Linked DNA regions of Mus musculus: regions 1, 2, 3, 5, 6 and 7 are each linked to region 4. Evidence: chromatin contacts called from public promoter capture Hi-C data. All regions are on one chromosome and are shown on one strand. The core of a region is the stretch at or near the end of the contact, and the rest is flanking DNA. Distances in the headings are between cores, read along the strand shown.

Evidence for each region. Promoter capture Hi-C pulls out the DNA fragments that hold promoters and counts their contacts.
Region 1: a contact with region 4 is called in a promoter capture Hi-C map of liver, with 2.6 times the contacts expected there. The contact joins the promoter of Snapc4 here to the promoter of Mrps2 in region 4. A contact is called at or near these places in 5 of 39 promoter capture datasets (cranial neural crest, hippocampal neurons, liver and 1 more).
Region 2: a promoter capture Hi-C map of cranial neural crest shows a contact between it and region 4. The contact joins the promoter of 0610009E02Rik here to the promoter of Mrps2 in region 4. A contact is called at or near these places in 2 of 39 promoter capture datasets (cranial neural crest and liver).
Region 3: a contact with region 4 is called in a promoter capture Hi-C map of liver, with 3 times the contacts expected there. The contact joins the promoter of Card9 here to the promoter of Mrps2 in region 4. A contact is called at or near these places in 2 of 39 promoter capture datasets (frontonasal cranial neural crest and liver).
Region 5: a promoter capture Hi-C map of pre-B cells shows a contact between it and region 4, with 3 times the contacts expected there. The contact joins the promoter of Inpp5e here to the promoter of Mrps2 in region 4. A contact is called at or near these places in 4 of 39 promoter capture datasets (hippocampal neurons, liver and pre-B cells).
Region 6: a promoter capture Hi-C map of liver shows a contact between it and region 4, with 5 times the contacts expected there. The contact joins the promoter of Lhx3 here to the promoter of Mrps2 in region 4. A contact is called at or near these places in 2 of 39 promoter capture datasets (cranial neural crest and liver).
Region 7: a contact with region 4 is called in a promoter capture Hi-C map of liver, with 2.6 times the contacts expected there. The contact joins the promoter of Rabl6 here to the promoter of Mrps2 in region 4. A contact is called at or near these places in 2 of 39 promoter capture datasets (both in liver).

Annotation. Positions count from the first base shown.
Region 1 is chr2:26,379,140-26,382,157 of GRCm38.p6, forward strand. Snapc4 (small nuclear RNA activating complex, polypeptide 4) reads right to left here and starts at 1,514. Exons shown (of 23, transcript NM_172339.4): 1 at 1,410-1,514.
Region 2 is chr2:26,444,629-26,447,586 of GRCm38.p6, forward strand. It overlaps 0610009E02Rik (RIKEN cDNA 0610009E02 gene), which reads left to right and starts at 1,296. Exons shown (of 3, transcript NR_152209.1): 1 at 1,296-1,572. It overlaps Sec16a (SEC16 homolog A, endoplasmic reticulum export factor), which reads right to left and starts at 588. Exons shown (of 30, transcript NM_153125.2): 1 at 447-588.
Region 3 is chr2:26,359,390-26,362,343 of GRCm38.p6, forward strand. Card9 (caspase recruitment domain family, member 9) reads right to left here and starts at 1,520. Exons shown (of 13, transcript NM_001037747.3): 1 at 1,398-1,520; 2 at 1-170. The coding sequence starts at 158. The region is part of intron 1 of Gm13562 (a long non-coding RNA gene); the gene reads left to right.
Region 4 is chr2:28,466,137-28,469,464 of GRCm38.p6, forward strand. Mrps2 (mitochondrial ribosomal protein S2) reads left to right here and starts at 1,930. Exons shown (of 4, transcript NM_080452.3): 1 at 1,930-2,006; 2 at 2,107-2,223; 3 at 2,685-2,814; 4 at 3,287-3,328. The coding sequence starts at 1,964. 1700007K13Rik (RIKEN cDNA 1700007K13 gene) reads right to left here and starts at 188. Exons shown (of 3, transcript NM_027040.1): 1 at 1-188. The coding sequence starts at 133.
Region 5 is chr2:26,407,914-26,411,248 of GRCm38.p6, forward strand. It overlaps Inpp5e (inositol polyphosphate-5-phosphatase E), which reads right to left and starts at 1,306. Exons shown (of 10, transcript NM_033134.3): 1 at 1-1,306. The coding sequence starts at 674. It overlaps Sec16a (SEC16 homolog A, endoplasmic reticulum export factor), which reads right to left. Exons shown (of 30, transcript NM_153125.2): 30 at 1,518-3,040. The coding sequence ends at 2,972.
Region 6 is chr2:26,205,249-26,208,666 of GRCm38.p6, forward strand. It overlaps Lhx3 (LIM homeobox protein 3), which reads right to left and starts at 1,327. Exons shown (of 6, transcript NM_001039653.2): 1 at 1,097-1,327. The coding sequence starts at 1,190.
Region 7 is chr2:25,607,090-25,610,168 of GRCm38.p6, forward strand. It overlaps Rabl6 (RAB, member RAS oncogene family-like 6), which reads right to left and starts at 1,392. Exons shown (of 15, transcript NM_001024616.2): 1 at 1,024-1,392. The coding sequence starts at 1,153. Ccdc183 (coiled-coil domain containing 183) reads right to left here. Exons shown (of 14, transcript NM_029859.1): 11 at 2,536-2,704; 12 at 2,342-2,452; 13 at 2,171-2,267; 14 at 1,540-1,704. The coding sequence ends at 1,586. Fcnaos (a long non-coding RNA gene) reads left to right here and starts at 2,241. Exons shown (of 8, transcript XR_003954003.1): 1 at 2,241-2,380.

The sequences.
Region 1 (3,018 bases), core at 264-2,763, 2.1 Mb before region 4:
AGCAAAGTCTGAGGGCAAAGGAAATTTGGAAGAGAAGTGTGAAAGATGATTCTAGAAAACACAAGCTCAGGTGGGTGAGATGGCACACCATACAAAGGCACTTGCTACCAGGCCTAAGGACCTGAATTCAGGACCAGTAATCAATGGTGAAGAGACCCTACTCCAGCTTTCCCTCAGACCTCCCCCACTATGGCACATCTACCTACACACAAGGAAATAAACAAGTATAATAACTGTAAAAAGCTGGGTGTAGAAGTCGGGTATAGTGACACACGTCTTTAATCCCAGGAATCAGGAGGCAGAGGCAGGGGGATCTCTGAGTTTGAGGCCAGCTTGGTCTACAGAGTGAGTTCCAGGTCAGCCAGAGCTCTAAAAGAAACTGTCTTCAAAAACAAAATAAAGAGCCGGGCGTGGTGGCAAAGGCCTTTAATCCCAGCACTTGGGAGGCAGAGGCAGGCGGATTTCTGAGTTCGAGGCCCGCCTGGTCTGCAAAGTGAGTTCCAGGACAACCAGGGCTATACAGAGAAACCCTGTCTCGGAAAATCCACCCCCCCCCCCCCCGCCCAAAAAAAAAAAAAAAAAAAAAAACCCAAAAAACCAAAAACCAAAATAAAGAAACAAAGAGCTGAGTGTGATGGCACATAATTTAAATCCCAGCACTTGGGGGGCATAACTAAGTGGATCTCTGCATTTCAAACCATTAGTGAGATACTGTTTCAAACAAAATTATCAAACACATTTTCACACCCAGAGCCAGAAATGAAGAAAAACATCCTGTTTGATTTCTTCCTACTAAGTTGTTGACAGCAGTCTTAACTGACTACAACAAAACAAAACAAAATCCCCTTCAACGACATTCCAATTACTTATACAGGGAACGTTTGTCAACCAACTTGGCTAGAAACAGCGGGATCTACAGATGTAGCAATAATCATTGCCACTGGATGCTTGGCCACCAACGAAAGAGTAACGTGTTTTGAGGCAGCAGCAATTCCATCTCCTCCCACAGCATCGCCCACATAAAGGAAGAAAAAGTCACGTTTTCAAGTCCTGAGCTGGGAGCCACGGTCCGCCTTTAATGACATCAGAGACACTTTGCTGCCTGTCCCTTCTAAGGCCTAACCGGGCAAGGCAGTTGGGGTCCAATGCACCCTTAGTGGCTGGATTCGATAAGCCAGGGGTGGCCGGTGGTGCTGCAGCGCATGCAACCGGTTAGAGCAGCGGTTCGGAGCACAGCACGGAGCAAATCCGGTCCTGCATCTCACCAGCTAGGGGACCTCGGCTGGGCTCCGGACGCGGGCTCTCCACTCCAGCAATGTCGCGGCCACGCCACGCCTCGGTTTCCCCGTGCTGGCTGCCCTGCCCCTCCTGGACACAACGCCTGCTACCTGCCGCCCGCCAATCCTCACCTTCTAGGCATCCCTTCCAAACTTCACAGCTGGCATCATCGCCCGGGCGACCACACGCAGATCATGCTTCTAGCAGTCGCGGAAGTCAGTAGGCTTGCACCGGAAGTCCCACCCAGGCTGCGGCGCAGGGCATGCTAGGAGGTGTGCTGGGGGGCGGGGCCCTAGCGAGGCGTTCATCTTTCTCCAGGTTCCCTGGGCTGTGTACTTAGCTCCTGGTGTTCTGGGTTTGGATGAATGATCAGTGTGTCGTTAAGTACTTTCCCGTGTGTGTCGTCCTCGGAGCCCACAACCTGGGACCGCCAGAAATGGACATTCATTCACTAAGGATTATTCTGCCTGGCCAACACATCACAGAGCTGCTGGCTAAGTAGTGGGGGGGGGGGGGCGGGAGGGCGGGGAGGGGGGGGTCGGTCTCACTCTTATGAAACAAAATACCAATAATTATCCATTATTAATTTTTTGTTTGTTTGTTTTTTCGAGACAGGGTTTCTCTGTATAGCCCAGGCTGTCCTGGAACTCACTTTGTAGACCAGGCTGGCCTTGAACTCAGAGATCTGCCTGCCTCTGCCTCTCCAGTGCTGGGATTAAAGGCGTGAGCCACCATGCCCGGCCCATTATTAATTCTTTTTTTTTTTAATTAGGTATTTTCCTCATTTACATTTCCAATACTATCCAAAAAGTCCCCAATACACTCCCCCCCACTCCCCTACCCACCCACTCCCCCTTTTTGGCCCTGGCGTTCCCCTGTACTGGGGCATATAAAGTTTGCAAGTCCAATGGGCCTCTCTTTCCAGTGATGGCCGACTAGGCCATCTTTTGATACATATGCAGCTAGAGTCAAGAGCTCCGGGGTACTGGTTAGTTCATAATGTTGTTCCACCTATAGGGTTGCAGATCCCTTTAGCTCCTTGGGTACTTTCTCTCCATTATTAATTCTTAACAGCTTCCTTAATTCTACTCTCCCTAGGCAGCTGGGTCCTCCTAGTGCCTAATAATGCCTGTGAGTAGGAGAAGCATGGCAGTGGCTTGAGGCTCAAGGCTGGTGAAAACCAAGCCTGGCGACTGGCCAGTTTGTGGGACCTGGGAAGGGCCTTGGTCTTATGGAGAACTGACTACAAGCTAGAAGTCACCTGCAACACTACTGGAGTGGGTACAGAATCATGAAATCAAAGAGTAATAGTGCATCCCTTTAATCCAACATTCAGGAAGCAGAGGTAGGTGTAACTCTGTGAGTTCAAATCCAGCCTGATATACAACAAAGCAAGTTTCAGAACTATATAGACACTGTCTCAAAAAAGAAAATAAGAGTCATATCAAGTCTGGCCCAGAGTTGGGTTTGGCCAGAGGGAGTCTGGGGCATTAAAGGAAACCTGTAGGTTCCTGGTGTAGGAACTTGTGTGGGGCAAGCCTGGTAAGAACTATCAGGCAAATTTCCCTGGGGTACTGTTGTTTCTTGAGACAGTCTATGTAGAACAGACTGATTGAGAACTGGGATCGTCTTTGTTCCTGGTACTCTGAATAAAGGCATGTACCACCATGCTCTATGGTGCTTGTACAACTTTAGGAACACTTCATACGTAAATTGAGAGTAGTGTAGTTGTGCAGCTCT
Region 2 (2,958 bases), core at 46-2,545, 2.0 Mb before region 4:
CCATGATCATCAACTTCTGAGGAAGTCTTCGAGCCAACGAGAATCAAATATCTTCAGAACCCAGCAAAAGTCAAGCTTGGCAATTTCCTGCACTTTCTTCGTTTTAAATGAGTTGCGGGCTTCCTCGGAGGTGTCACAGTCTGGCCATGTTAACACACCTTCCCCAGCGGCCAACCAGTTCCCGAAGCCCTGACCAGGTATCTGTCTCCCGTCAGGTCTGGGAAACCACGAGCCCCTTAGACAACCCACCAAGGCGACACGGCCCGTAACCTGTCCGGTGTCTCAGCACCAGGCGGCCCGGTACTGTCGTTCTCCCCAGGCCTGACTGTGTCTCTTTAAATGCGCTCGCCACTCCGGGCTAGGCCCGATGCTCACTGAGCCTGCTTGGCCTCCGCAGCCTCGCCCACCCTCGGGCCTCCACCGTGCTCCATACACTCAGCCCTCACCCTGTGAGCTGTGGTTGGCTTCTCAGGCGCCGCGAACTGAAACCCAGCCGGCGACGGCGGCGGCAGTAGGGGGAACTAGCGCGTTCCCAGCAGCAGCCGCAGCCATCTTGGCACATCCGGCTCCAGGTGCCGCCGCCGACGTGTCCGAAGGAGACGTCAGCGCGCCCCGCCCCTTAATTGCCCCTCCTCTTGCTTCTTCCAGTCTTTCGCTGCTTCACCCATTGCCCCGCCCCCCCTGCCCGGCCCTCTTGGCCGCGCTCCGTACACGTCTTCGGCGCGTCAATCATACCACGCCCCCTTGGGCTCCGCCCCCTCTCCCGTCCAGTTTTGCACTGCTTCATCCTTTTGTTCCGCCCCCCAGGAGCTGCCCCGCCCATTCCCCTTAAGAGCCTTTCGTAGTGTCCCTTTTGACTCCGCCTTTCGTTCGTCTCCAGTCTTTTGCCGCCTCATCTCTTCGTCCCACCCATAGGCCCGCCCCTCTTGCGTCAGTCACTTACAGCTCCACCCCCGTGGCCCCGCCCTCACCCACTTGCGGAGCCAGGAGCGCGGGCCCCGCCTCTTCACGTCGCCCTGGTTACGCTGGTTCTGTCCTACAGTCTTCCTGTTCTAGGATTTGACTGGACAGGATTCTTCAATCCAGATCCCCGGGGAGAATCAGTCTTGAAAAACCAAAGCCAGAAGTTCCGCTGAGTCCAGAGCCCCAGCGGGCCCTCTCGCTTGCCCCCTCCCCATTTTTCCGTTGGGTTCTCTTGGTTGCCGGCGGGGGCGACTACGCGTGCGCCACCCTGCTCGAGTAGCTAGGCGGTCGACTTCTGCGGGCTGGACAGGCGCGTGCGCGGAGCTGTACCCGTTGCTTGGCTACGGCTCTTTGCTGGAGCCTGCCCGGCGCAGTTCGCGTGATTAAGCAAATGCCTTTCCTGGTGCTAGTAGGAACTCTCACCACCACCACCCCCATTCCCCTCCAACCTTTGCTAGAGGAGAGAAGCCAGAGCCTGGAGGCCAAGTCCTTCAAACTCCATTGCGACTCCTCCCGGCAGGGCGCGGCCTAAAGCCCACGGCGGAACGCTGGACTTAGACCAGGGATGTCAGCAGGTCTGTCTGTCGGAGCAGAGGCTCTCCGGAAAAGGTGGGTGCTGTCATCGGGGAAGTGACCAGGCCTGGCTCCCTCACCTGTACTCCAGAGAGCGTGAGAAGGCGGTGCCCCTGCGAAGCCGCCTGGTCAGTGGCGAACCCAGAGGCAGGGAAGGAGGGAGTGTGGTGGAGCTGGCCAGCGCTCAGACACGCAAGCATAGCCGGGAGAACTGAGGGCCAGCTTCATGTCCTCTGACGTGGCACTGTGGGTCACTCTGTAAAGCTAACATTTATCTTTAGAGAGCCAGGTTTCCAAACTCTTTCTGAACACATGGTAGACTCAACTTTAAGTCCCTAAAAAGAAGCAGCAACCCCAACCCTAGGATGGCTAGAGCTAAATAATAGCAAGGCCTCGTCTAAATAAATAAACAAACAAATAAATAAATAATAAAATGCAAGGTCTCCACTCTCAGGCCCCCAAGGGTAGAGATGTTAAAGGGACAGCTGTGCTGGCTCCCATCTCTGACTCCATCCTAAGGTAGGGACAGGACTCGATGCCTGCTATAGACTGGCTGGCATCATGCAGCCAAGCTAACCTGGCCTCTGAGTGACAGACTCCGGTTTTAGGCCCAGTCTGTGCCCATATGCCCTGCTCTGTTGACTGAAACCTCTCTGGGCATCAGGAGAGCCACTGGGTAGTTTGAGGACTTGAATGGCGTACTTTAATGCATATGCAAAGGCAATGGGCACAAACTGGGACTGCCTGAGGCAGGCAGGGCAAATGGTGACTCCTGAGTTTATGGGTGCCCCCACCATTACATGGGTACCTCCACTTTGCCTGGGGACTCTTCGTTTATTTGGAAGTTGGGCACATCATCCCCAGTTCCCTGGAGTCCTATGTAGTCAGCATCTGGTACAAAGCTGTTATAGCCTAGGCTGCACTACAGAGCACACAGGACTCCCATGCATGAAGGCTGTGTCAGAACTCCCTGTGGCTTCTGACACTGTGACCAGCACTTGGTAACCATGTATTCTTTGTAGTGCTACCCAGTCAGCCTCTCCCAGGCTGCACTGTCTGGTGTGGTGGCCCCTGGGCAGTTACATAGAGCTGTGAACTGTGAACATAAAGCATACCAGATAGGTAAGAATTCATTGGTGAGTGTTTATTGAATGTTGAGTATTCTGAGAGCATTGGGTTGAATAAAACTTCTTATTAAACGTGATATATTTTTTCTTTAATGTAACTAGGAAGTATAAAACTCCACATGTAGCTGTCAGTGCATTCCCCCCGGACAGTCCTAGCCTAGATGCTGTGTACTTGACATCCCTTACTCTAGGGCTTATGGCCTCCTTGAGTCAGGAGGCCACAAGGTACTGTTTCCTTTCTGGCACTGAGAAGCCAGGGGCAGGCCTCTGAAGACTGCTACAGGAAGAGGTAGTA
Region 3 (2,954 bases), core at 270-2,769, 2.1 Mb before region 4:
TTGGGGTCACTGAGCACCTGCTCCTCATCATCGGGGTTCAGGACTTTGCACTGGCGTAGATAGGGTGTGATCCGGGAGGGGTCAATGACAGAGATGAGCTTCACCCGGAAGCTCTCCAGGGTGCTCCAGCACTCGTCGTCATTCTCATAGTCTGACATGTCCTCTGTAGGCTGCGGTTATAATTGGGGAGAGCAGCTGAGGAAGTGCCCACCTTCTGTTCCCTGTCAGCCTAGGATAGGACCCAGGCCTGAGTGTCAGGGCAGGGCTTTGGGCAGGGTCAGAAGGGATCCGTTCTAGGGAAATTTCAGGGCTCAGCCCTATCTCCTCAGCCTCATGGACAGTTTCTGAGGGGAAGCAGAGGTCCATAGACAAGCCACCTCAGACCACCTGTCAAACTGAGCACCCCCAAGCAGCTGCCCGGCCCCTGTCATCTCAGGCTTTCTCATATGGATATGTAGGGAAGTGACCGGTTGGGGTCTAAGAGAATACTCTTTGTACAACAGCCCTGCTCTAGCTTCTGCCCCTACCCAAAAGTGCTCTGGCATGCCCTGGAGGTAGGAGCTTTTGCCTCTAGTGGCCATCCTACATAGTACCTTCTTGGGTGGCATGGACCCTTGCTGGCCAGTCTCCAGATTGGGACTAAGAGGGTCAGGTTGGCTGGAGGCTTTCTCACTGTGCAGGGGGCCAGGCCTATGTCTGACTTCCTCCTTCCCTGACAGCCCCGTGCCCTTCAGGCCTTCCGTTGTAGCCAGCTGGTGATGCAACAGCCTGTGGCACGGTGCTATTCCGGGAGGGCTGGGAGGGTTGGCCGCAGGAGCATGTCTGCCTTCCTGCTAGGCTGGAGTATACTGGAAGGGCAGGCAATGTCATCCACAGTCTACAGACATCTGCTGTGGCTTCCCTCCAGTTTGCTTTTCTGCCGCTAGATGAGCCCTGGCCTTTGGCCACATGATGGGAATCAACCAGGCCAGTTGTATGTAGGGGGTTACTCATGTGGACAAGTGTAGCCTCAGTGAATGGCTTCAATGATTTTAGGGCTGAGTTAAGGTGGCCATAGAGCGCCCCTGGCTCAGTCCCTAACCCCAGCGGAGCTGCACCTCCAGTTAGAGACACGGCCATGGCAGGCCTCTTCTTCAGAGGCATCTCTTGGCTTCCTGCTGCTTTCTGGTTGACCCAGTGGACAGACATTTCTCTAAACCTTGGGCCTATGGCCTGCCATTGCAGCCCCACAGCCACATGGTCCAGCACTGGAGGACTATGCTGCAGTGTACAAGGATTAATCAAATGAAGGCGTGAGGATGGAGGATGCCACCTGCCTGTAGGTACTTACGCGCTCCAGGATCCCCAGCAGTCACCACAGGCTTCCACCCACCTTCCTGGAAGGGTACTGAACTTACCTCAGGGTCTTGTGAGAGCTACCTGCCAGCAGATGCTGTCTGGGTTATGGACATACCAGGAGCCTGGGTCTCTGGGAGTGTGGAGGGGTTCCCTAACTGGAGAAGGGTGGAGCCATGAAGGAGGCTGTGCACTTCCTGATTGATGTGTTCTGGTTGACGCCACAAGCCAGCCAGTCCTCCCGCAGGGGACAGTCTACCTTCTGATTGGCCCATCCAGGAACAGAACAGAGGGAAGTAGAAGTACTCTGGGAGCAGAGGAGCCCTCCCTGCCTGCTCATCTGAACTGGATGGGCAGTCCAAGGTCCTCCTGGATCCAGGCTTCTGAAAGTTGCTTTTCTAACATGGCCCTGCCTCATATCCTCATCTGCCGTCTAAGGACAGTGGTGCAGGGTAGGTGCAGTGGGACAAAGCTTGGTCAAAATCTACAAGCTGTAGGCAGCTATAGTCCTCTATGGATTGCGTGCCACAGCCTCTCCTTCAGGGTGGCCCTTCAAGAGTCAGCCTGAGGTGGGCGTGGGGACCTGCTAGCCCTGCCCAGCCAGTGTAGCTGTTAGACAGGCGCTGCTGTCTAGCCTACAAGATGAGTTGAGGCAAAAGCTTCCAGTGCTGTATGGGAAGGAAGGGTGGGACACTTATGCAGAGCCCCAGCTGGCCCCTTCTGTAGCTTACTGGCCCTCTGCTTGCTCCTATGGGGACAGTGGCCTTGAAAATACTTCCAAAAGCAGCAGTCAGGAGTCCTCTTTGGCCTTGGGGGGCCACACTGCTAGGGATTGTGGCTTGCTGGGTTTCCAGGACGGCAAGGGAGTCCATCCATGGCTTTGCAGTCACTCCAGGAAGGAGGTCACAAGGCCTCCACAGTGGTGGCTTCTTAAAAGTGTTAATAACATGAAACTTTTGCTCATAAAACTGAAGTGGAAGTCAATAGCACAGATAGCTGAAGAAACCCCAAGTTCTCCAGAATGGAGAAACCCAGTGCAGAGGTTAGAAGGAGCCATGACAAACACGCGTCCCTGGATGTGTGACGGCCATCAGCTGGAGTGACAGCTGGTACAATCACTAGGACTAGGCTGGTCATACCATTTTACTATGAGCTGCAAGCTTCCCACAGAGGATGAACACATGTAAAAACTAAATCCTGGCCAGCCTGGTCTACAGAGGGAGTTCCAGGACAGCCAGGGCTACACAGAGAAACCTTGTCTCGAAAAACAAAAACAAAACAAACAAACAAAAAATAACTAAATCCTGGAGAGCCAAGGGCCCAGGATGTATAGTCTGGTGTCATGGAAATAGTGACTAAGAAAAAGGAGAGATGAACCGGCAGTTAAGAGCACTGACTGCTCTTCCAGAGGTCCTGAGTTCAATTCCCAGCAACCATCTGGAAGGGATCCGATTCCCTCTTCTGGTTTGTCTGAAGGGAGTGACAGTGTACTCACATACGTAAAACGCTTTTTTTTTTTTTTAAAAAGGGAGAGACAAGACCCAATGGGGTCTCAGCACCATGCCAAACACAAGCCTCCTATCCAGTGAGAGCTGCTGCTGTGGTAGATGCTGGTTCTG
Region 4 (3,328 bases), core at 680-3,179:
CCCCCGGCTCCGGCTCCTCTGGGGCAGGCTTAGCCTTGGGCTCCCCCGGCTCCGGCTCCTCTGGGGCGGGCTTAGCCTTGGGCTCCCCCGGCTCCGGCTCCTCCGCGGACTGTTGAGGTTTTTCTTCAGACATTTGGCCTCCCGCAGGAAACTAGCCCAGATCAAGTCTGTGCCTGCTGCGGCAAGGCGTCCTGTTGCTAGGCAATGAAGTCACCTGATCAGGAGGTGGGGCGGTCTTTTGTAGGTTGCTTTGGCTAGCAGCTAGCTGTAGGCAAGTCTAGAATCTTCCCGAGGGCGAATAACAAAGGAGACCGTAAGTTCTAAACAAGGAATTCCAAGCTTCCACACGCTGCTCCTCAGGGAGATCCGCTGACCTTTTTCTGGGACTGTGGGAACATCCTTGTATCGTCCCAAAATGCACTAGGAGGCAGATCCTGGACGAATGAAACCTTAGAACCTGGGATTTCACCAGCCAATAGGCAGGAATTAGGTGCTTCCAATCTCTGCCTGAGCAAGTACAAGTCTGTCGTTTACTGTCCTGGCCATGGCCTCTATCACCCAATACCCCCACAACTCAGCCTAAATCTAGATGTGAGGTGCTGCTAAATTTAGGGAATCCTAGGCCATATATTGGTGAAATATAAAAAATGATCTTGTGAACCATGCACATAGTTCAGCATTAATGACGTGCTAGCGCAATGCCAGGAGGCAGATCTCTGAGTTCGAGGCCAGCCTGATTTAAAAAGAGAGTACTAGACCAGTCAGGAGTATATAGTGAAACCCTGTCTTAACAACAATAATAAAAATAAATAGTAATTTTAAAACAAACAATAAAAAATTACTTAGGGCACAGTGTGGTGGTGTGCACCAATAATTCCAACACCCAGGGGACAGAGGCAGTCAGATCTCTATGAATGTCTGGCCAGTCAGGGAGATTGTTGTTGTTGTTGTTGCTGTCATCGTCGTCGTCATCATTGTCAATGTCATCGTTGTTGTCGTCATAGTTTAATGTAATTTGGGGATGGAGAGATGGCTCAGCAATTTAGGGCATTCATTGCTCTTGTAGGGAACCTGGATTCAACTCCCAGAGCCTACAAGGTGACTCATAAACACTTTTAACTCTAGTTCCTGGAGGTCAGACACCTGCTCTCCACAGGGACAAGGCACTCACAAGGTACACATACATACATGTAGGCAAAAAATAAGTAAAACTAAAACAAATGTTAAAAAATAAAAAAAATGCATGCTGGAGCGACGACTCAGCAGTTAAGAGCACTGACTGCTCTTCCACAGGTCCTGAGTTCAATTTCCAGCAACCACATGGTGGCTCACGACCATCTGTAATGGGATCTGATGCCCTCTTCTGGTGTGTCTGAAGATAGTCACAGTGTATTCATATACATAAAATAAATAGTTTTTTTTAATGCACTTATAAAACAAACAATAAACGGGGCGGTGGTAGGGCATGCCTTCAATCTCAGCTCTCCAGAGGCAGAGGCGGGTTGCTCTCTGAGTTCAAGCCAACCTGGTCTACATAGCGAATACCATGACAGTCAAGGCTCAAGGCTACGGAGAAACCGGGTCTCAGGAAAAACAAAACAAAACAAAACAAAAACAAAAACAAAAACAACAACAAAAAAAAACAGCAACCCTAAAAACAACCTCTAAAAACCAATTTGAACAAGAGGGTCGCCTCCTCCAGAGGATGCTGTAATTTTATCGAGAGGAACGAGCTGTGGGTGAGAGGTCGCTCATTCTAGCTCAGCCCCACGTCCCAGCTGAGTGCAGACCACTGGTCACAGTGCCAACTCGCCCATTTACAAGGATGCGGGCGCAGCGAGCGGTGCACAGCGGAGAGGGTCCTCCGGGCCAGCAAGCGGCGCTGCGACCCCGCGCGCTCAGAGGAGGAGGCGCTCTGCCGGGCAGGAAGAGTCTCTGCAGGATCTCTGTCCACGCGCCCGCCATGGCGCCCGCTCCGGCCGTGCTGACCCGGCTGCTGTGTGCAGGTGAGCGCGGTGAATCTCGGAGATGGGGGGAACCCGGGGATCCGAGAGGGGAGGACAGGGACGAGGGTTGGACGCGCCCCCACCGGCTCTTTCCCCGCAGGTGTGCGGCGCTGGCCAGGTTTCCTGCAGAAGGCGATCCCGGGCCCTGCGGAGCAGAATGGTAGGAAGGTCACGGGAGCCCCGGTCCCCGCAGTCAGCGAGCCCCAGGATGGCGACGGTAAAGATCAGCGGGTGGAGCTGGGCCGGGGCGCGGAATCGTGGAGAGGTTGTCATTGCAGGGTCCCCAAAGGAACCCAGTACCAATCTAAGTGTGGTGGGAGGGAGATAGAACCCCTGTGGCCTGGTAGCTCTCGAAACCCGTGAAGACTTACTTTTGTATCTGTCCATCTTGCTGGTCTTCTGGAGGGGCGTTTAAGGCACCCGAAGTCAACGAGGCCCCTGGTTCGTTTTCCTCTTACATCTGTGGAGATTAAGGGAAGAGGACTTGGCCAGGTTTTCCCCGCACACAGTCACTTTAGACCTTGACACTAGTCCCTCGGTGTTGCAAAAATGCCCCTGTGTCTTCCAGATCTTTCCTGGCGTTTCCTCACAGCTTTGAGTTTCCCACTCCCAGGAGACTGGTGAGTCTTTGGTTGGTTGGTGATGGGCCACAGTGTCTGCCCTTACTCTCTTTTTCAGATTTCCAGAGCAGGATCCTAGATACGCCATTACAGCATTCGGATTTCTTCAATGTCAAGGAGCTGTTTTCTGTGAAGAGCCTCTTCGAGGCCCGAGTACACCTGGGACATAAAGCTGGTTGCCGCCATAGGTAGTTGGCACAGGCCGTGTGGGCAGAGTGGTGGAGTTGGGTCAGGGTTGGAAGTGGGGGCAGGGTGGGGGTGTCTGCGGCAACACCAAGTGCAGTGCTAGTATTGATGCTGGTTCACAGACAGGGTGAAAACTGAGGGTCATGGCAGGCGGGGGAGCCCGGTGGAGAGGACCTGCTGTATAGAACAGAAGTGGCCCTAGAGAGTTAAACTGGGCAGAGCACCTTGGTTGGGTTCATGTTTATCTGCAGTTGGTTCTCAAATCTCCACAGGGAGAAGGTGGGACAGGTTGAGCCACAAACCTGATTGTCTGTGCGCAAGTCCACACCTGTGTCCCCAGCCCATCACTCCCTAGGCAGGAGTAGTGGGAGTTGGTAAATGTAAGAGCCTGGGTGGCTGGTAGGTAGGTGGCTGTGGAAGGGGCAGGGCAGCTCCACGCACACGGGTCCGTTTACCCTGGGGGTTTTTTGGCAGGTTTATGGAGCCGTACATCTTTGGGAACCGCCTGGGCCAAGA
Region 5 (3,335 bases), core at 56-2,555, 2.1 Mb before region 4:
AGCTTGTAGTCCGTGTGCTCGGGGTCAACCTTGTTTGCTGTTCTCAGGGAGCTGGAGGCTATGCTGAGGTCCATAGCTGGTGGTGTGTGTGAGGCATGCAAACTTGCCAACCTGGAGGGGGGCCCACCTGAGGCAGCATCTCTGTGCAGGAGGTCCAAGGAGGTGCTGATCATTCCAGAAAGACAGTCACTCCACAAGGATGGGCTCCCTCCCTCACTGCCTGTGGCCCTTCGGGACTTAGGTATCTCCTGCAAGGATGTGCTGAGGCAGGGCAGGGGACGGCTGTAGGCAGGGGACTGGGCTACTGAGTCTTGCAAGGAGCCCCTGCAGGGACTGGCCCCATTCTGGACAGTCAGATCCTCCTGACTACCCCGGAAACGCCTCCTTCTCCAGCCCTTGTCATCGAGGGACAGGGTTCGCTCCAACTTGGGTCTAATGGGTGGCTGTGGGGTGATGAGATTTGCCTTAGTTTGTGGGTTCTGGTTGCTTGTTTTTGCTGGAATGCTGAAAGGAGGCATGGGGTTTGTCTCTGAACCCTGAGAGTCAGAGGCTGGTAAGAAGCCTGGTGTTGGGATGAGCTTCTTTTCCGTGTTCGGAGGCTGTCCCTGGAGCATTCTGCCTTCTAGCTGCCCAGGTGCCTCAGTGTGACGCAGGCAAGCTGACTTGGATGGCATAGTCCAGACCTGGCCAGCCCTGACCCCCTCAGCCTGGCCCTCCTAAGGAAAGGGATCCTCCCTGGGAGGTTAACAAGCAACTCTTGTTGTCAAGGATGCACGTCAGAGTTCGCCAGCTCGATGCCATGAAAACTCGAGTGGCTCCCTTTGTGGCATGGGGCGGTCCTTTTGGAGGAGGGCCTGTAGCTGCATGGCTGGAGACTTGAGAGTTCTCACCGATGCCTGAGGAAACGCAGAAAAATCTCTTGGCTCCCCGAAGTCAGCTCGCTAGTCTTAAAAGCGACTTCGTGAGAACAGGCGCCAGGGGGTCGGGGCTGCACTTCACGGAGCTGCACAAGTCTGTCCAGCACCCCCGGCCAGCCCTCCACCCCGCCGAGGCAGAGTAGGGCAGCGCGCTCAGCGTCCTAGGCTCACCTGCGCCCTCCGTTCGGCAGCAGACCCGCCGCCGGACGCCCGAGGTCTGATTCAGCCGGGCCCAGCGCTGGCGGAGGCGGACCTAGGCCAGTCACGGTGGCAGCTGGAACAACGACTGCGGCCCCGTGCCTCGGCCCCCGCCCCCGCCCAGGGTTCGCCCCAGCTCAGTCTAGTGGTCACCCTGGCTCAGGTTCCGTTCTGTAGTCTTCCGGAGAACTGCCCGGCCCAAGACCCTATCGCCGCCACAGCGCCCTCTCGCGGCCGGAGGACCACAGCCCGGTGCCTGGAAGCCACGCCCGACACGAGCTCCCGCCCTGCCAAGCCGCGGCAGGACCAGGCACAGGCAGTCACACCCAATAGCTGCCCAAGGCTCTACCAACACTAAAGATCTCGCTGGTCTGCCCCTCAAAACACAAAGGAAGCCATAAATTAAGTTACTTGAGAGCCCAAAATATTTTATTTAACAATGTGAATTTTGGAAAAATAGCAGCTCCCAGGGAGGAAGCTTCTTGAATCCAAAGTGGTTGGCAGTCAACACAGAGCCTGGGCAGGGTTGAACCAGAGGCAAGGGTCCTGCCTGGTCCCAGCAAGGACACAAGTTGCTACTGACCCACAGGGACAGGCCTTTCTTAATGACAGGAACAGGAGGGTCCAAGTACACTCATCTATGGAACGTCCTGGAAGCCATTCTGTGAGTCTTTCCTAGATGATGCAAGGAACCAGAAAACCGGGAAGGGCTGTACTAATTCCATGTTCTACAATTTCTAAATTTAATACCAAACAAACCATTTATGTTTTCTACCTGCTGATTTTTAAATATTTAACTCTCTTTCCCTTCCTCTTTAGAGTGTAAGGATAGTTTTAGGAACAGTCAGTGAAGCCTTAAAGCTTTGACTCTTATGTGGTGGCAGCTCCTTGAAGTGATATGGGTGAGCCAGTGAGTCGCTGCTGAAGGTCCCTGGTGGGCTTTGGGGTAGAGATGCAAGGTTCCAGAGTGTGCGCTAGGACACCGTAAGCCACTCCAAGATACCACCAAGGCTTTAAGTGCTGTCTGCAGGTGACATTGAGTCAGCTAGAGGGCTCCATACAGACTCCTGGCTAGGAGGGCAGTACGTTGCAGCACACAGCCAGTTTTTGACCTGGTTAATCAGATCAGCAGCTTCAGAATATCAGCTCCCTGGGGCTCTCCCCAGTGACTGAGCCATGACGGAAAGCTCGGAGCAAAAAAAAAACGCACCCAGCACTAATGAGGCCACAGAAAATGGAGTGAGGCTGGAAATGTTGGAGAGACATGCCCTTGTAACCACTTCCTCCCCAGCCTGGGAGCCGCTGCCATCTGGTGACCCTTTGAGGAGCTGGCATGTACTCCCCAGTTCACAGGACAAGGCACAGTTGCCCAGTGCAGTTTGAGGCTCCTCTTAGGCCAGACATCCCAGCAGTCAGTCCTCTCCAGGTAAGCAGACAGCCTTCTCAGTAGCCTAAGGATCCCTGGTTGGTTTGCACCATTTCTCAGGTGAGAAAGGCCTTGGTGTCCAAGTAACTGTGCTCTCCTGTAGTGAATCCCTGCCTAGCCTCTCTGCGGGGATATTCTCAAGTGGCTCAAACCTTAATTTGTCTAAAGTGACTAAAAAAGAAACATTGTTCTTTTACATAAAAGACTTTGAATTAGATTCATTCTATCCAGCATTTGAAAGGAACCTTGAAATCAATTTTTCAATCATTCATATACATAGGCTGCAAGGAAGGAGACACACAGTATGACCGGCTCTGAGTTACTGCCATGTCCATCTGGGATCCACGAGACCTGAGGCAGCTAGTTGGTTCTTGGTGAAGAACAGTTATCTAATCATCTCAGGGTTCCAAATAAGAATCCAGCAGCAATCCTAGTTCAATGCCGCATATTTTCTTTGGCCAATCCTCCCTGGCCTTGAATTTCCCGAGGTGACAGAAGCCTAGAACAAAAGGAACAGCAATGACCTACATGTGTCCATGCCCAGAGGCTGTCCAGCGATGGAGCTACAGGATAACCCCACAGATCAATAACAAATGGGCAGACTCTGTGTTAGCTTCAAGTGTAAGCAAGACCTTCTGTATGTGCCAAGTTCCTGCTGCTCAGCATTTCCTAGCCCACAGCACTGCAGACATGATTTGTTTTTGTTCTGCCAATTCTGTCAAGGTCAAAAGAGCTGAGTTAGCACTACAGAGCGGGGGGGGGGGGGGGGGAGGGGGGGGCAGCTAAGGGTTCAC
Region 6 (3,418 bases), core at 77-2,576, 2.3 Mb before region 4:
ATACCCAGAAGAGAGTGAGGTGGCTAGACAGGCCAAACACTGCAAATTCAGCACCCAGGCACGGACAGCGCCTCGGCCAAGAAGCCCACAGCAGGGACACGGGGACACCCGCTTCCTACAAAAGCCGTCGCCACCGTCAAGCCTCCCAGTGAAGCCACCCTCGATCTCCTCTTGCTTACGTGGCATGGTGAACTCCAGTCTCAGTACAGTTTCCTACACAGAGTTGGAGGGCCCAGTGGAGCCTCGGGAGCCAACAGTGCTCTAGCAAGCCTCACAGAACTCTCTCTGGAGCCTAGCTTACCAAGCTTTCCTCCCTCCCTTTCTCATCCCCCCTCCCATCTCTTCCTCCCAGCTCCTGCGGGTAACCCATCCCATAAACCATTGGAAAATAAATAAATAAATAAATAAATAAATAAATAAGCAAGTAGGCCATATCCGATACCCCCAGTCTGCATAGAATCCTTTTCCCACTTGCTTCGACAGACCTTCTGCCAGCCTAACTTCCTCTTTTCCTATCCTGTTATACTCTCAGCTTGAAAACGGAGAGCGCTTTTATTCCCCAGAACCAAAGCCCTGCAAAAAGACTGGTACGATCAAGAAACTGGGGGCCCGGACAAGTTCCACTTTTCCCTGTAATCGCGTCTTGACCACCAGCCTAGTGGTAAACTGCCGGTGCAGACACTAAGACTCGACTCAGGGGAGATGAGTTCAGCATGACCCAGACCTGATCTCGCTGAAAATGGGGGGAAAGGAACTGAGTGAAGGCAGTTCCTAAGGAGAAACTCCTGCTCCCTGATTCCTGAGTCCTGAAACATCTTCACATGCTCCCTCCAGCTCAGGGGCCTCAGCCAGCTCAGAGCTGCAAAAGGTCTCCTAAACCGTTCCTGGATCACCAAGGGCTCCCAAAGCCAGGACAACACAGCACCAGGAGGGCCACACACTTTGGAGGTTTGAGATGCCTTTGCTTAGCCATGTCAGAGCCCCTCAGACACACCCTTGTCCAGATACCTTGGCTTCTGCTGGCCTCCGCACAAGGGCCAGAAAAAGCCGAGGACATCTGGGCCTGTTCAGTGCAGCCTCTCCGTCGGGCACCCACCTCGGCGCAGGTCAGCCCTTCGCGCCAACAACGCCAGCAGCAGGTCTCCGCCCGCGGATTCCCGGGACGGGTCCAGCTCCCCGCGAGCTTCCATGGGGCCAGGTGCCTGGTGCTGCCGCCCTCCGACCCTGAACTTCCCCTGGGTCTGGCGAGGCCACCGTTGCAGGGACTCCGAGCTGGCGTCGGAGCGACTCGTGTCGCTGCTGGGCGCTGTGCCCACGGGAGGCCTCTGGGCGCCAAGCCTCGGGCCCGCGGAGGGCGGAGCGGTGGGGGGCGGGGCCGCGGGGCGGGGCTGGGCCGGGGGTCGCAGAGACGCTCCCGGGGCCACTGGAGGCCACTGGAGACTGTGCACCTTTCAGCCGGAACCGAGGTGCCTAGAAGCCGTCTGGCTTGCACTTCCCGAGGACGGAGACAGCGCAGTAACCACTCAAGGCTTCCTACAGATGCTCGCCCCTGCCCCAAGCAAGTTCGCTAAGCCTCCCGGAAGGCTGAGGTCCCGAGGGAAGCGGCAGGGAGGGAACTGCGTTCTCTTTGCTCACGTTTAGACTCTGAACCGGAGCTGGACAGCATTGAGACCACACCTGGTCAGCAGAAGGGCAACCTGATAGCCATCGCGAGGGAACGTGGTGGCAAAGAAGCCACAGTAGAGCTACGAGGAGCTCGATTTGAAGGTCCCCCAACTCTGACACTCTGGACCCCACCACTAGAAGTGCCTCCTGGAGCCAGTACAGCGAGAAGGAACGATTCTTAGGACCTCAGATCCGGTGTCCTCTGCGGGAACACACCAAGACTCTAGGCCAGAAAAGGGTTGAGCTGCGGAAGCCCTGAGATCTACCCTTACTTCCCCACCCCAATTCCTTAGAACAATCCCTGCACCTGGATTTCCACATCTCATCCCCATTCGAACAGGTGAGCCCACCAGAACCCATCATCCTATCCTTGCATGAGCCCTCACTGAGGGCTCCTACTACCCAGCCAGGAGACAGCGCCAGACCTATGCAGTTCCTGGTAGGAACTAGAATCCAGCAGGGTATAGTGCCCTGGTAACAATTAGGGACACCCTAGAAGTGTTTGCAGAATCAGCAGGTTGCTGCCACCCTCCTGGTTCCTCTTCTTGTCCTGTTCTGCCTCCATCCCTAGGACTGTGACCGATCAGACCCCAGAATGGGAAGGATGAATGAAAGAACGCAAGATTCTCCACTTGGTCCCAGCACAGCTGCTGCCTCGGAAAGAGCCCTGTGCCTGCAGCCGTCCCTTCATGTTGCTCTGTACTTGTTATTCCGAGGTCAGGGAACACTAGCTTGGAGTGAAATGGGTGCTGGGTGAGCTGAGATGTGAGCCATTGAGTGTCAGCTGCTGCAGAGGGCAGTGGGGCGGGGGCCATGTATGGCTAGACTAGGGAAGGGGCGGCTCCACACTGTTGGGCATCTGGCTTGCCGCCAACAATGCCTCCATTATTTCCCAACGTCCGTGGCAGTGAAATGGCCCTTGGGGAATCAGAGTTCAAGCGGGAGACTTGGCCTGGGGATTCTTGCTGCAAGCCAAAGCAGTTCTGGAAGCTGTGGGACATTCAATCTCTAGGACCAGCCCCAGGCCTTTCTGGTCACTGTTGACCCTGTAGCTTTCCTGTTCTCCTGCCTGCTGTCACCTTGTACTTTTTTTCTCCGCAGTCACTCCCTCCTGGTCACCCCTCTGCATTCTGTCTCTTCTCTTTTTCCTGCCTGGCATGGAGACTTGTAGGTTGCAATGGCTCTTACCTGGAGTCCTGCTGAAGGTACAGAGGGCAGAAGCTCCAGGGGCACCGGGCCTCTCTCGGTGGCAATCGAGTTCTGCTTCTAGCAGCATGGCAGTCACTAATCCAGTGGTTCGTGCGGGGTGTTCCTGGAAGTGCTGGACCTCTTTCAGGCCTTGGCCCACTCGCTGGGCTGGCGCTGTCCGCGGTGCTGAAGGAGGCACCAGCGTGCTGGGGACCTTCACAAGCCTGCCCCGCCCCTCCTCTGTCCCCGCCCTTGGCCCCTTCCAGGCCTGGGCAGGCGGAGTCAGGCTGGCGTCACTCTAGGGCTGGGTCTGACTAGTTTATAATTCGAGGTAGCCTTTTCTCTGGACCTTCCTTTACCTGTTACAGAGTAGCATAGTGGCTCCAACTTGCTGTCGTGGGCTCTGGGCCTTGGCTAGAGGTGCCACGTTCATAGTACTCAGGTTTGGGAGCCTCTGAGCTGTTAGCCTGGGACTGCACTCCTCACCCACTCCGTGGAATAGATTCTGGGTCCAAAGGCCTTTTGCTTGCAGGCACAGGTCAGAAGCCTCCAACTACGAACTCAA
Region 7 (3,079 bases), core at 142-2,641, 2.9 Mb before region 4:
TCCTCTTTAGAACCCCAGGGCGTGGGTCCAGTGGGTAGTAAGTTTAGAAAGCAAGAAGCTCCTAGTTCAGGCCTAATTTCTAGAATTGGGCTGCAAATTAATACTATATAAAAATAACGAAAGAATCCAAACATAGATTCCAAAGAACACAAACCACTGAATATTTGACTCAATTCTCTTCCTCAGTCAAGAGAAATACAAACTTCCAAGTTAACACACATACACTGTTTGCTTCTAAATTTGCACAAAAAATCCTCCTAGTAAGTTTCATAATGTTACATTATTACCTAAATATCACTGACCCTGTGAGGCACAGCTTACAGTGAACTGTGTGTATGTGCCAGTGCATGTATGTGTGCGCGCACGCGCTTCAAAAATGTTGCAGTATAGAAATAGTTTAGAAGTAAACAATATCAGACCACGACATTGCCCAAGAATCTTTTGATTGTTCAACCTGCAAATGGAAAAACTCTAAAGAGGTCAAGAGAACCGTGTGCTTCTCGCTGCACAACATACATAATTTATAACGAAGGGCAGAGCGGACTTTTCTTCTTGTGGGGTCAGGGATGCAGAGTTAAGAGCCTCTTGAAATTAAAAAAAAAAAAAAAGCATATCCCTTACAAAACAAAAAACAAAAAAACAAAATCAAGGCTCAAGGCCCACAGGCGACCGACTTTCAGGAGCCTCCGACTTTCAGGAGCCTCAAGTGAGAGCAGGCGCGGGGGGCGGAGAGGAGGCAGGCACACGCAGCCCCGCGCGCGCACCCTCGGGTTATGTAATGGTCTCTCTCCGCAGGGTACCCGCGCCAATCAGGGTCCTCCACCGCTGCTCCGCTAGTGTCGCCGCACAGCTGTTCTCTGGAGGTCTCCTGTCAGGTGATGTCCCTCAAGGAACGACCACTACTCAGAACCCAGGGACCCGTCCGCCCCTACCCTCTGATTCTTCCAGACCCTAGTAGGCTGGGTGGCCGCCCCGGGCCCTGCCAGCCGCCCCGGCCTGCCCGACGGCGCGGCCCGCACTCACTGTTATACTGAACCCCCTTAGCGAAGCGCCTCTGCAGCGCCTGGTTCATGGACTGCAGCCCGGCGGGGATGTTCTTGTCCCGGCCTGGGGCCTGCTCCGACCCCACCAGCTTCTTCAACGCGGAGAACATGTTCCTGCTGGACGTGCGAGCCGGGCTGGCCTGCGAGCTCAGCAGCGGCAGCAGCACAGCGCACCCCGCACCATGTCCGGCCGGCCCAGGCTTCCCCCGAGGCCGGAGCGGGCGCGGCCTCGAGCGAGGTTCTGGGGCCTCAGCCTCTGTGGCTCCGCTCCGGCTTCCACGGCCCTCGGCGCGGCAGCCAGGCACCCGTCAGCGCCGCCATCTTGGCGCCGGCGCGGCTACGGGACGCTAAAAGGGACACGTAGCCGCCGCATGCGCAGAGAGCGCACTAGGTCCCGCCCTTTTCTAGCATCTCCACCTCGCCGCCACCAACCCCCTCTGGTCCAACGATCAGCTTCCCGGTCCTCAAGAGTCCCGAGGTTTCTCCTTCCTCTAGTGTAGTTCTGGAAAAATGTTTATTTCTGTACTACAGCCCAGACAGGTTTACTTTTTCTTCTTTTTGGCTCCCTTGAGCTTCGCCTCGATCAGCTGTTGGGCCTGTTTCTTTATCTCCGCCCGCGAAGGGACGTAACTATGGTCCACATCCGCAAACTGGAAGGTTTCTGAACAGGCAAGAAAAGGAGTGGCTGCCACCCTCTTTCCAGAAGCCTCCCACCTCTACCTGTTGGCGTTTGCTGCCATAGGCCATCTCCTGCCGGGAGCTCATTTCAGACATGTATCAATGACTGGAGACCCCTGCCCTAAGTCACCTAAGGCCAGGTGCCAGACAACTAGGATTTGCCAAGATTATCCACACTAGCTGTCCTTATCCTTTCACCCCACCTTGCCTCTGTAGCAGAAATTCTTCTAAAAGTTCGGTCTGGGCTCCCTTCTGGCCCATCCCATGATATACGTCCCTTTTGTCTCAGAAAAAGAAACCTCTGTAACGTCTATCGATTAAAACCTTTCCCTTCAGCGCCCAGTCACCATGTATGCCATCTCTTGTCTTGAGTTCAGACCCTATCTAGTTGCAGCTATTGTTCTTGTCGTCCTTCTCCATCTTCCTGTGGCCGGCATGTAGAGCCTCACCTATCATGTCCTCCTCTGGGTCCTCAAAGGTAATTCTGGTATTATGTTTCTCTTTTAGAGTTGATGACTCCAAGGTGTCCCTCACCTTTGTGTCAACCTGCAGGGCAGCACCCATTATCATCTTGGAGAGCACATGGGCTTTGTGGGGACCCCTCCATGGCCCAGGGTTACCTCCTCATTTCTGGACAACGTTTGCATGCGCTCAGCCAGGTAGATAAGCTTTCCCTCACAATAATCCAGCTTGCCGTACACATCAAGAGTGTTAGAGACTGCTATTTCTTTCTGTGGGTCAGAGGAGCAGCTGGTTTTCCTGTGGTCCCACACAGGGACCCTGTACACAGCATCTCCTCCCCGGGGGCTGATACCTGGAAGGTTGGCAAGGTGATGCCGATGAGCCGGATGTAGAGGTTGTCAATACCTGTCTGGATGACCAGCAGCAGCTGCTGGCCCTTATTCATGTTGTTTTGGGCCTGCTTGAGTCTTGCTTCTTCCTCTTCTAGCATGTTCTTCATCTTCTTCTGGATAGAGTTAAAGCTATGGGGGAGGTAAGCACAGCAGTGAGGAGGAGGAGGGCACAGCAGTGAGGAGGAGAAGGAGGGCACAGCAGTGAGGAGGAGAAGGAGGGCACAGCAGTGAGGAGGAGGAGGAGGTGGGCACAGCAGTGAGGAGGAGGAGGTGGGCACAGCAGTGAGGGGGAGGTGGGCACAGCAGTGAGGAGGAGGAGGAGGTGGGCACAGCAGTGAGGAGGAGGAGGTGGGCACAGCAGTGAGGGGGAGGTGGGCACAGCAGTGAGGGGGAGGTGGGCACAGCAGTGAGGGGGAGGGTGGGCACAGCAGTGAGGAGGAGGAGGGCACAGCAGTGAGGAGGAGGGCACAGCACTGAGGGGGAGGAGGGCACAGCAGTGAGGGG